2 separate regions of the Ovis aries genome follow, and region 2 is linked to region 1. A link is a contact called in public Hi-C data. All regions are on one chromosome and are shown on one strand. Each heading gives the region's core, a stretch centred on a gene start, on an enhancer-like site or on the middle of the called end of the contact. The rest is flanking DNA. Distances are from core to core; before and after follow the strand shown.

Region 1 (6,132 bases), core at 1,793-4,292:
TCAATAATAGTGGCTCACGAGGCTGTTGTGAAGGTCAAATGATATAGCACAGGGGAAGTGCTTCGTGGGGTGTGTCACATGGTAGGGTGCCGTGTAGGTCAGCATTCTTAGGAGGGCATGGAGACTTAACCATCTTAGTAGCTCCCACCTTCACGCCAGTGTGCGGCACACAGCAAAGGTTCAGGGAATGTCTGCTGGATGAATGAATGAATGAGTAAACGAATGCGATTTGGGGATCATGGCAGGTCCTCGGTCTTCCGGTTTTCTGATGTGCTTGCACTGTCTCATAGAATCTTTACTCAACTAATATTTGTTCATGAATTCAATTAACCAATGGAATAACAGTTCTCATGTGACTGTTACATGCAAAGCCACTTTCAATAGCATTGATTACTGATAACAGCTAATGTCCCTAAGCTCTAACTAGGGTCTAAGAATTGTGTTTAGTGTTTTTCAGTCACTGTGTCATGAATCTTCACGCCAGCCCCCTGAGGGCATGTATCAGTCAGCCACTGCCATGATAATGTTGTGTAGCCAAACTCCAACATACACCTTGCAACACGCCTTTCCCCCTTGTTCATGTGTTTATAGGTCAGCGGAGGCAGTTCAAATTCCAGCTGTGTGAGGGAATCACTTGGTTCCCAGCTGCAAGTTGAGTGTGGGTCTGCTCCATGTATGTTTAGTTTAAGGCCTTGCTGGAGAAGCAGCAGCTTCTCAGGATGTGTTGGTGTTGTTCTCATTAAGGATTCAAAGCACAAGAGAGCAAGCCCAGGCCTGCAACACATGTCGAGCCTCTGATTCAACCACATTCTTCAAAATCTCATTGTCTAAAGCAAATCATGTGGGTAAGTCCAAACTCAAGGGATAGGGAAGCATGTTCCATGTACTATGACGCTGTGACAGGATATCAAAGTGTAATAACCTACGTGGGGTCAATAATTCAACTTACTGCATATAGGGGTTATTATAGGCCCCAGACGGAGGCAAAGCAAAAAGTGACCTGTCCAGTGTCACTCAGCTAGTCAGTGTCAGCAGTAGGGGTTGAACTCAGACAATTTAATTCCAAAATTATGGAGGCTTAAGTGTGCATCTGGGGAAGAGACATTTGTTTTCTTAAATTGCATTCTTTTTTCACTCACTAGTTGCCAATGTGATACATCAGCCTCTTGCACAGACACGTATCCATCTGTCCATCCATCCACTCATGCACACACGTCTAGTATTTAGGTGTTCTCTCAGCTCTCCAGAGTAACAGACTCAAGGGCAATTCTTGAATGATTTTTTTTTTTTTTTTTTGGGAATTAAAGTTGAGAGGAAAAACTGCCCTCCAGTTAATCTCAGGCACGTGTATAAATACCTTTAGAAAGTCCCTGGTGGAATCTGTATCAAAGCGGCAGCATGACTATACTTAGAAACAATTTGCTCCATGTCAACCGTGATTTCTGACACCTGAATTTGAAAGTGACCTGGGTGGGCCCCGAGCCATCTATGCAACAGAGTGATGTGTTTACTTGGAAGGAGGAGAGGAAAGACAGAGGTATGTGTGGCCATGGAATAATGTTCCACACACCCTTACAGGAGGGGATTTCCTTCTGGGTGTTTCCACAGAACCTTCCCTGTGTTTGTTTAAACCCATTGCACACTCCGGTCTGACAGCTGCCTGGCCCAGGGCCTTCCTTGCAGACGCATGCACAACCAACCTCCTTCAACAGCACCCTGCTCTGTGTCCATCCCCCCCGCCCCCCCTGCAATTACTTGAGTATATAAACCTCACTGAAAGGCAGGCTTTTCTTGGGAGCTAATAAATAAGCCCCAAAGCCACAACGTGTGTTAGACCTTGAAAAATGGCATCATCATCTATTGGGAATTGTGAACCCTGCAAAAAGCAGCTCATTGTATTTTCAGAAAAAGCTTTTTGTTTAAAAAATAATAATAATAATGAACAAAACCCACCAAGTGGTGTCTATATGGAAAAAGCAATCTAGTCTGAGATTCTAAGGCTGGTCTCTTTGCTGCATTAATCTCTCCGTAGATTTTATGTAAGAGGCATTATTTGCAGGAAAACAAGATACCGTTTTGAAGAATTCCCCTCTCATCCCAGCTTCACATCTGCAGTTATAATCCTCTGATTGTGACCCCTGCATTAGTTGCCATGGCTGCTGAGCAGAAGTTTATGACCTCAGGGTGGGCTACAGTTTCTGGGGGTGAGAGGAGCCTAGGGCAATAAAAATCATGTTTTTCCAAAAAGAGAGGACAGGGTATGGGGAAGGTACCCTCAGGACGCGTCCTTCAGCGGTGTGTCAGCACTTGACACGGAGAATTTTCAGCTCCACTTCTGGTCGATCCTAGGACAAGATGCTGGACTGTGGTCAAGGGGACTCGGCCGGCAAAAGGCTTTGTGACCGAAGACAAGGATTTTTTTTTCCCCCTGTCCCTTAGACCTGTTTTCTGAGTGGCTGGGCTTGAGTCTTTCCGAATTCAGTGTTTTCTTCAACTGGTTTATCTCCGGTGGAGAGTCTCCAGGTCGACCACTGGTGCGCCACTTCCTTGACCTCGGGCAGCCCGGTGGTTTCCTGGAGCAGCCGCGCCCGGGGCCACTGCGGCCGGGCTCGGGGTCCCGCTGAACCTTCCTTCTCCATGAAATCAAACAGGCTGGGCCGAAGAGCCCGGGAGAGCCGTCTCCAGATGCAAAAATACAACAGAGGGCGCAGAACCCACCAGCGCCGTGGCCTTGAATATCAATGCACGGGCTGCTCCAGACCACCAAGTTCGTTAAAAAAATGTCTCCGGCAGGGTGTCACTGGCAGACTTGAGGGGTTTCGGTTTGCTTTCTGTTCCAAATCACCGCAGCTCACATTTCGTGTTGACTTGGAACGGGAGGGGGCGGGAACCAAACCCACCGCTCGGCGCGCACGCCTTGGTCTCACATTCCAGACCCAAGCTGATGTGTGTCCGCGCGACATGGGGCGGCGGGCGGGGTGGGGGGGGGAGGGGGGCGGGTTCTCTTCGGTTGTTTTATTCGCCATCCGCACGTCACTCCCAAAACTTTTCCTCCCTGCGCTCTGGGAGTCAGGTTGACGCGCCCCGCATGCCGGGCTCCGGGCGCGGGGCTAGGCGCGCTCCCGCGGAGCCGGAGCCGCAGAGGCTGGGCTGCCCCCGCCGCCCCCAGGCTGGACTCCGGCTTCTCAGGTACAACTTGGGTGCCAGGCGCGGCGCGGGGGCGGCCACAGGCGGCGGGTGGGTGTCTGGCCCCGAGCTCCGGCGCCCCTCCGCGTTCCGGCCGGGCAGCGCCGGGGTCGGCCCGGGCTGGGCGTAGGGAGTCCGGGCCGGAGGAGGCTGCGCGCAGCCTCACTCCCCGCGGCGCTCCCCGCGCGGTGGCGGCGGCGGTGGCGGCGGCGGCGGCGGCAGCGGCGGAGGCGGCGGCGGAGGCGACGACGGCCCAGGCAGACAATGAACTTGCGAGCGCGCGCAGAGCCGAGGCAGGTTTGGGCCCCGCGACCCTCGGCCCAGCCTCACCGAGGCAATCGCCGTCTCCAGCGGAGGGCGTCCCCTCGCCGCTGATCCCGGCCGCGCTCTGGGCGCCCCGAGTGCCGGGGACCCCGCGGGAAGGGCTGCTCGGAGGCGGCGGCGGCGGCGCCAAGGGCTCGCACGCCCCCCTCTCCCGCTAGGGAGAATGCGATCGGAGCTCGGGGACCGGGGACTCGGCGAAGGGGTGGTGGCGCTGCGAACAGCTGCCTCTGGGCACGCACAGGCCGGCTGTCCAGGAGAACGGCCCCAGGAGTCGGAATGGGGGTGCGGGGGGCGCGCTCTGCAGGCGGAGGACCGACTGACCGACGGATCGGTGCCTTCTCCCTAGGAGCGCGCGTGGGGTGAAGGTGGGGGTGGGGATTCCCCCGCCACGCGCTCCGCTCCCCGTCGCACTTCGGGGAAGTTTCCAGGTTCGGCCCGGGGCACTTTGGTGTGTTTGCTATCAGCCACTCTCTCCCCGACTAGGGTTCGGGGCCACCTTCCTGCCCCGGCTCCAATCCCGCAGCCGCTCCGGGCGGCGAGGCGTGGGGTGGGGGATCCCAGGCGCGGAAGCCCGTGGGACCGGGTTCCGGGAGGGGGACCTCGTGGGCGGGCCTGGGAGGAGACGGGGGCGCGGCGAGGCCCGGAGCGGCCTGAACTTTTGCTCCCCGCCTTCTTCCTCCGGGCCCTCCGCCCCCTGTCCCCTCCCAGCGCCCCGCCGCAGCTCCGGAGGCGGTGTGACTTGGGAGGAGCCGAGGCTTCCCGGCGGTGGCGGCGGCGGCGGCGTCCCCAGCCGGCCTGGGCGCGGCGAGCCGAACGCTGCAGGTCTGAACCGAGCGGCGCGGCGGGGCGGCGGGGGCTGCGGTGGCTGCGGGGCGGCGGAGCTGCGGGGAGCCGGGGTGGCATCAGCCCCGGCGAGGGGGCGACGCCGCGGATCGGGATGGAGCGCGAGTCTGTTGGGTTGTAGGTGCGGGTGGAGAGGACTCGGCGGCCGTGGGCTGATGAGGGACGGGTCGTGGCGCAGGTGGCCCCGTTGGAGTCCTCCTAAGATCGCAGGATGGAGGCTCCCGGGAGAAGCGAACCTCGCCTTTGGGAGAATGAATGAAGCGCTGTGGAAGCGCCTTCCGACTCCTCCGGGCGAACGGATTGGCCGGCGTGCGCGCGTGTGTGTGCGTGTGTGTTTAGGATTCAGAGCCGCCAGGGTCCTGGGCGCGGCTGCTTGACCGCCCCGTCGCGGTCCCGGCCCCACGTTGCCCGTCCGCCCTGCAGCCGGGGTCGGCCCGCGGGGGCTGGAGCGGCGGGTACAGACTGAAGGCTGAGGTTCGGGGGCTGGCTGTTGGCAGCTGGACGTCCGCGCCTGGAGTAGGGAGGTTCGAGAAAGAGGCAATAAAGCCTGGGGCTGAGCCCAGCTTCCCCGCCTCCGGCCCCGTTTTCCCATTCCCCGAGGCCCTTGCTGCATTCACGTTGGGTGAGTTGATGGCGCGGAGTTTGGGGGAATGAAGTTATATCTCAAGGAAGCCCCAGGACGCCCCGCGAAGGGATGTGGCGCGCTGTCTTGTGAGGCTGAGCCGAGGGGTTTGCAGGGCCCCAATTCTTATCAGCTGCGGTTCTAGAAGGACATCCACCAGGTGATGGAGCAGAAGGGCAGCCCGGGGGCGCACCTCCTGAGGCACCCGGGGGGAAACTGAGGCCTGGAGATTTGCCCCAAGTTCCTCTAGAACTGCCCCCCTCAACACACAACATTTTCCACGCCCAACTTTCCTACTCCCCTTCCCCCAGTGGTGCAAAATCAGGAGCCCTCCCTTCCAGAACATGGTTCTTAATTTTACCAACAGTATGTTGAATCCGGATGTCTTAGCATACAAATCATACATGATTTTGTTTAAAATAGCATGGGAATAAAATGCCTTTTAACTGCTGCTGCTAGGTAGTTTTTAATCAAATAGGTTTTTCAAATAGGTTTTTCTCTCTAGCTCCTGAAAGATTGGCAGAAGAATGTCCTGCCTCCTGCTGGTGGGGGGTGGGGGGTGGGGAACTGAGCCAGCAGGTGAAGCAGCTTGCCAGGCTCTCTCGGTGCATAGGTGCGCAAGTGAGTCAGAAGTGGAGCTGCAGGGGGCTCTTCTCCCCCTTCCAGGTCCAGCTCCCTGGCCCTTGGAAGGAAATTCAGCAGTGTTTTTGTGTTCTTTCTCGGGTGTTGGATGACTGCAGCGAGCAGGGTTAATTCATCCAGGACCTTGTGTTTGGAGGCAGGATGGAGAGGCTGCTTTGTGCAGAGTGGATCCCCTGCCTGCCTTGCTTTCTTTGACGATCAGATGGCCAGAGGTCCCAGCCCTGTCACAGTGGCTGCTGTGAGGTCTCTGTGTCTGCACTTTCCTTCGTTTCTGTTGCTGTTGCCTGTGGCCAGGAGAAGGGAGGTGTTTGGTTTTTCCACTGGCCCGAAGAAGAGAAGATTAATCCCAGTGTGTGGAAGAGGCAGTGTTTGCAGGAAAGTTTGGGCGAGGTTGGGAAGTAGACTTTGCTTATTTGGTATCTGGAGAAGGTGCAGAAGAGAAGCCCCAAGTTAACCATCTGGTCGACAGGACCCCCAGGCTCTTGGAACCTGTGCTGGTGGGTGCTTCAGTTTAG
Region 2 (6,132 bases), core at 1,548-4,047, 42 kb before region 1:
TCACTGGGTCAAATTCCGCGACTTTCACTCAGAGTGACGAGGGGTGTGTGCAGTGGTAAGTGCTCCTCCCCGACCCCTTATTTCAATGACTACTTGGGCTTTCACTTTTTCTCTTCTTTAGCTTTCTGAGATCCAGCTGTTGTTCTGTTGCTCAATTGTGTCTGACTCTTTGCGACCTCATGGACTGCTGCACGCCAGGCTTCCCTGTCCTTCTCTACTTCAGGAGTTTGTTCAAACTCACGTCCATTGAATCAGTGGTGCCATCCAACCATCTCATCCTCTGTCGCCCCCTTCTCCTTCTGCCCTCCATCTTTCCAAGCATCAGGGTCTTTTCCAGTGAGTTGGCTCTCCTGGGATCCTATCACTGCTCCAAGTGGTGGGAGCCCAAGGGAATAAAATGGCTGGTAAGGGAAACTGCAGAGGAAAAACCAGCCACCGGCCGGGGCCAATGAGCCACTTGATGAGTCCCTGCGTCAGCCAGGTGCCAGCGGAGGGGTGGTCTCAGAGCAGGCACTGGGTGTTCTGAGAGGTCCAAGGGCACACGCTTGACAGGTGCTGGAAAGCAGGACTTGTGGCCTTCGCTTTGGGCTCTTCCTCATATGGACCACATGCGTACTTCCAAGTGGCCGGGGTGGGGCTGCTGCTGAAGTAAACAAGAGTGAAATACGCAAGATGTAATTACTTAATTAGCCTCATATTTGAAAACATGTGGCTTCAAATCGGATGCTGGTGGAACATCCTGGCCCACATTCCCTCTCCTTCCCAGACCCGAGCCCATGGCGTCTTGGATCATTTCAGGGGCGTTAGTGACTGCTGCTGTCCCAGCAGATTTGCAACCACAAAAGAAGGAGGCTCTCCAGGGTGAGATTGAGAGCCAGCTTCCTCTGGTGGGAGGACAATGGACTTGGAGTCAAAGCCTCTGATGCCACGGCATTTCTAAGAGTGGCATTATATCCCTTCATATGGATTTACTGTAGTTTTCATGAGCAGCAATTTATTGCTGGCCATTTGGGGTATTTTTTCCCCAGAATTCTCAGTATTCTAAGTATCAACACAATGACTGTCTTTGTATATTCAGCTCTGCCTACAGCTCAACCAAGTCCCTTGAGATACAGTCTTAAAATAATTATGGGGTCAAGTTTACGTACATTGCCAGATTGCCCTTCAGAAAGATGTGCCAATTTAAACACCCAGTGTCAGTGTACGGAGGGCCAATTTCTCTGCTTCCTCATCTGGACCAGGTATTGTCTTGGCCAATCTATTTTAAAAAAATAGCATCTTAGTATTTTAGTTTGTTTTTATCGTTCACTGTTGAGACTGAACTTTCCCCCTTGCACTCCTCAACCACTTGTATCTCTTCGTTTGTAAATTGCCCTCACACGATGCTGCCCACTATTCTCTGGGTCATCCAACTCATGGTCACTTCTGTGTTTGAAGGAAATCAGCCCTTTGTGATGAAGGTCACACCTACTCTTCTCAGTTGATTTTTTGCCCTGTTTTCATTTTGTGGGAATTCTGTTTTGAGACCTTAACCCTCCAGGTGGAGATGGTTCCCCCGGAAGTAGCGACCATCGAACTTCTGGGTTAAGAGATTGTCTCTCACTTATCTTAGAAAATGAGAGCTCAGCTGGAACCAGAGAGGGTCAGCGGGGAAGAGGTTCAGGGGTCAGAGCATATCCTGTTCCTCGTTTCACAAATCATGCTGCGAATTGCCCAACTTGGAGAGATTTGGTGGTGATTCTCGGCAGCGGGACGTGCATTGCTTCACACACAAGGACAGCTGAGGATGTTTTGTTTCGTTGGGTGGTGTGTCAGGAAGTCCCGCAGTGGCCTCTGGGGCCCAGTGACGAAAGCCCTGTCTTAGCGTGGACAGAACTAGGACAGACCTAGCTGGGCTCTGTGTCTCTGGGAGGGGTCGTTGAACTCCTCCAAGCTTTCTGCTCCTGAAAGAGGGGCTCTAAGGCTCAGTCTGTAGCCTTGTTGGGACCGCTAACAGTGACTGGCCAGTGTGGAAGTGGCCCTGCCCGTGGGTGGTGACCTGAAGTTTTGAACGGACTCTCCTTCCACCCCGCAGAGCTATGAGATGAAGTATGGAAAATATTTATTTAGGCCCTGACTCTGTGGGTGGTGACTCAATGTCCTTGCCCCTTCTATAAAACAGTTTTTCAGGGGGTGGTATGGACTGTGGCCCCACGTCCCATGGGCTGTTGGGGTTCCCTCTGAACAGAACTCTGGGTCAGAGGCTTCTCAGGAACCCTGCTGCTGCAAGGTGGGGGAGAGGGGCCGCCTTGTCCTCTCAGGCTGCTGGAGCGTGGCACGACTGCTGGCTGGCTGTGTTACGCACTCAGGCGTGTCCGACTCTCTGTGACTCCACAGACTGGAGCCCGCCAGGCCCCTTTGTCCATGGAAGTCCAGGATGCTCAGGTGAGGGTCCTCTTGGTTCTCGACTGTGCATTTTCAGGGTGTCCCCTCTCACATGCTAGAAGGGGCAGGGGAGCAGTGAGGTCTCTTTTATTAGGGCACAAATCCCATCATGAGGGCACCACCCTCATGACCTAGTCACCTCCCCCAAGTCCACCTACTAAGAACATCACCTTTGGGGGTTAGAATTCCTACACGTGAAGCTGTGAAGACACAAACATTCAGCCCGTAGCAAGGACTTTCCACCTCCCCACCTTGCAATCTCCCTTCAGGCAGGACATGGCTAATCCAGCAGGGAGGACCTTGGTTACAAGTCACCATGGCCTTGTGCTAACAGTAACGGCTGAGTCATGCTGGGCACCTCCTGGGCATCAAGGCCTGTGCTCGGTGATTCAGAGACAAAGTCTCCACACGTGTGTGATTGTCACCAGGAAGCCACACCCAGCTTTCCCTCCGAAGGACGTCCGGGTGGGGACTCAGAGACCTACACAGAGACAGTAGTGAGCAGATACACGTGCACACACACACAGACATGCTCATGCACATATATTCACACTCATTCATACAGACGCAGACACACACATGCACAACACACACACACAATACGTAACACAACACACACATTCACATTTGCAGATACACACATTTGTAACATAACACACACATATACCGAATTCACCCACACAGACACTCAGACACAGACACACACATATACACATTCATTCACACAGCCACTCTCGCACAAGCAGACACACACATATGCATACAACACACAGACACACACTCACACACATGCACCCACACAGCAACATCAGACTCAACCCTCAAGGGCTGGGCGGGCTCCTGGCCATCACACCTGAAGAAGGACGGACACAGGCTGAGGTCCCCTCAGAAGCAGATGGGCAGGCAGAGGATGTTTCTAGACAAATACAAATGGAACGCCTCTCCTGGGCTGGGCGCTGGGGTGATGCTGTGCAGGGCAGACCTGCAGGGTCTCGTCCTTCCAGGGAGGGGCATCTACAAGGACAATAAGCTGGAGTATCTGCAGGGCTGCAGGCAGAGCCCGGCTAGCTGGAGTCAGCTCTCATCACGGGCTGTGTCAGCAGACAGGCGACAAGGATGCTGGCTGGGGCGTCACCTCCTAGGTGGGGAGAGTCCCTGAGACTCTCAGTGAGATCTTGCCCATCCATGACTCCAAAGCTGCTGTTTTAGATTTCACACTTGGTTCTCACAGAAAACAGAGCAGGAAGAGGAAGTAACAAGAGTTTCGTGGTTTCCTGCACACCTCACTCTCTGGGTTCTTCAGGGGGTGTTATTAGGACATATCGGTGGCAGGGGGTAAAGAATGGTTCAGTAGCTCAGTGACCTCTGCCTTGGCTGCCCCCAACCTGCTTCAGCAAAGATGATTCTTTCGAGTTCGGAGGCCCAGGAAGGCAGGGCTGTGCAGGAGAAAGCAGAGCGTGGATGGGCCAGCAGGGAGCCTGGCTTCGTTCAGCCCTCTGCTCTGGAACTTACTTGCTGTGTGCCTTTAGGCAAGTCACTCACCCTTACTGGGCCTCTGCTATAATTTGAGGGAGTTGCGCTGGCTGGGTTTACAGCCACTCCAGCCCTGAAGGGCTACAAATGACCCTGTAGTTACTGAGCCCAGGACAGGCCCCCATCAAGGGGTCGGTGGGTGGGTGGGCTGGCCAGCCTTGCTGTGTGGCTGCTGGGCTAAGATCAAACATCTGAGCAGGAGGGTTTCTGGGGGTGATGCTATTTCTTTCTTTCTGGGTTTCAGGAACAAACCTCAGAAGCAGGTTTACTTCCCAGCCCCCCAGAGGTTTCTTCCCAAGGATGATATGTGCTAACCAAGACGGCGGCATCAGAGCTGAGACATCTCTTTAAACTCTTCTGTAAACCTCCACGCGGACACTCCCCTTGTCTGCCACAAAACTTGGATGGCGGCTTTAAATAGAGCTCCTCAGGGCCTCAGATTTCAGCGGAGGCAAAATCCACAAACAGCCAAGGGCAAATGGGAAAATTAAATGTTTCAGAAACTTACATTTTAAAACTTATAATAAGCATGCAGCAAGCTTTATGAGACTACTCAGTGGTACTAACCAGTCTCCAGCCCTCCCAATTCTTGGACTAAGTTGACGCTGGTAATTCGCCAGCCAGCTGGCATGAACTTTGAACCATTTCTACAAAGTCTGTGGTGTAGGCTGACCTCCACTGCCTCAACCAGCCCCCACCCCAGGTGATACGAGCAGGCTTCATGGGTGGGCATGGTGTTTTTTCGCCTAGAAGGGTCTCATGCTTGGTTTCAAGTCCAGCTGTCACTATCTTAAAAGTCTTAAGTTTTGAACAAGGGGCTCTGTGTTTTCATTTTGGACTGGGCCTTGCAAATTTTGCACAGTGTCTGAACCCAAGCGTACTTTTCCTAGACAATCACTGAACTGATGGCAGTGTGTTAATATCTGGTCTAAAGCCATTTAACTTTCAGAAGAACTAAGCATTCAAGTTGGGTCTTATTTGCACATGACTTAGCCTACTTACCTGTTCAGGGTCAGTGCCAAGCACAAAATAAAGAGGAGTTATTTTTGGCTCAGAGAAATAAAACCAAGTCTGTCTCATGTGTAATTCCAAATACAAATGCCCAAACAAGTAAATTTGATGAGGTACCTACAAAGACCATAAGGAATTGCCAGTGTTCCAATACTTGAATTAGATGGTATAGATCAGGGGTGAGCAAACTATGCCCCTGGGTCCGATCTGGTTTGCCACCTGTTTTGTGAATGAAGTTTTATTGAAACTTTTACCTATTGCCTAAGTCTGTTTTCAGGCTGTAATGGCAGAATTGAGTAGCTACAAGAGACTGGAGGACCAGTCTGGACTTTTACAGAAGAAGTTTGCCAACCCTGGTCTGCTATTAGAATTTATAAATTTCTAGAATACACTGATGAACTCCCAAAAGCATAGCTCTGAAGAATAACGTTGTACCCTTGGGACAGGAAATAATTACTTAGACATAAACCACGATTGAAAAAGATTTATTTATTTATAAATTTGATTACAGTAAAATAAAAACTTTTGCAAAGCAAAAGCCACCATTAACAAGGTTAAAACAAACTTAACTCTTTGGGGAAAAGTTCAAAATACTAAACAGAATTCAAATTATATGATGAAATCCTGAAAATCCAAGAGAAGTAGAAAAAATGGCAAAAGGGAATCATGAGGGGGTCAACCAGACCACTAGTGCCAGTGACAAGCCTAGACAATGACGAGGAGCCCAGTGTGGCCATCCCTGACTGCCCGCTCTGCATTCCTGTGGAGGGAATTCTCTCCCCCAAGGGCTTTGCATGGCTCCCCCTTTCAGCATATGGATCTTGACTCAGTGTTGCTTCCCACCCCAGCCATTGGCTTGTTTGCCCTACGATCCAGCCCCTTTGTCCCCTTGCCCTGCCATAACACATCACCAGGCCCTGGGAAGGGGCCTGGGAAACGCATTTCTGGGCTTGCTAGCCACTGTCTCTTGGTTATGTTCAGCTGTTGGCAGGAGCTGGCAGCAGACTGGAAGGTGGGAGAATGGAGAAGCCAGGTATCTGTAGCCCCCAGGCTGCCTCTGCTTCAGGGACCATCCCATCTCCAGCAGCTGCTCCATCTCCCTGTAGTCTGGATCCTGCTTCCCTCTATGGCACCCCCTCCTGGGCTCTGGGACGCCCACCTTCC

What was found. A called contact is a pair of places that touch in the nucleus more often than the background predicts.
Region 2: a Hi-C map of blood shows a contact between it and region 1, with 2.6 times the contacts expected there. The contact joins the enhancer-like site here to the promoter of CHST15 in region 1. A contact is called at or near these places in 4 of 16 Hi-C or Micro-C datasets (all in blood).

Annotation. Positions count from the first base shown.
Region 1 is chr22:43,287,010-43,293,141 of ARS-UI_Ramb_v3.0, reverse strand. CHST15 (carbohydrate sulfotransferase 15) reads left to right here and starts at 3,042. Exons shown (of 9, transcript XM_042238833.1): 1 at 3,042-3,189.
Region 2 is chr22:43,328,491-43,334,622 of ARS-UI_Ramb_v3.0, reverse strand. No RefSeq gene overlaps it. Among named protein-coding and RNA genes, the nearest start is that of CHST15, 41 kb to the right of the region's middle. Within about 2 kb of position 2,797, at least 11 of the 54 cell types and tissues checked have an H3K27ac peak or open chromatin away from gene starts, as enhancers often do.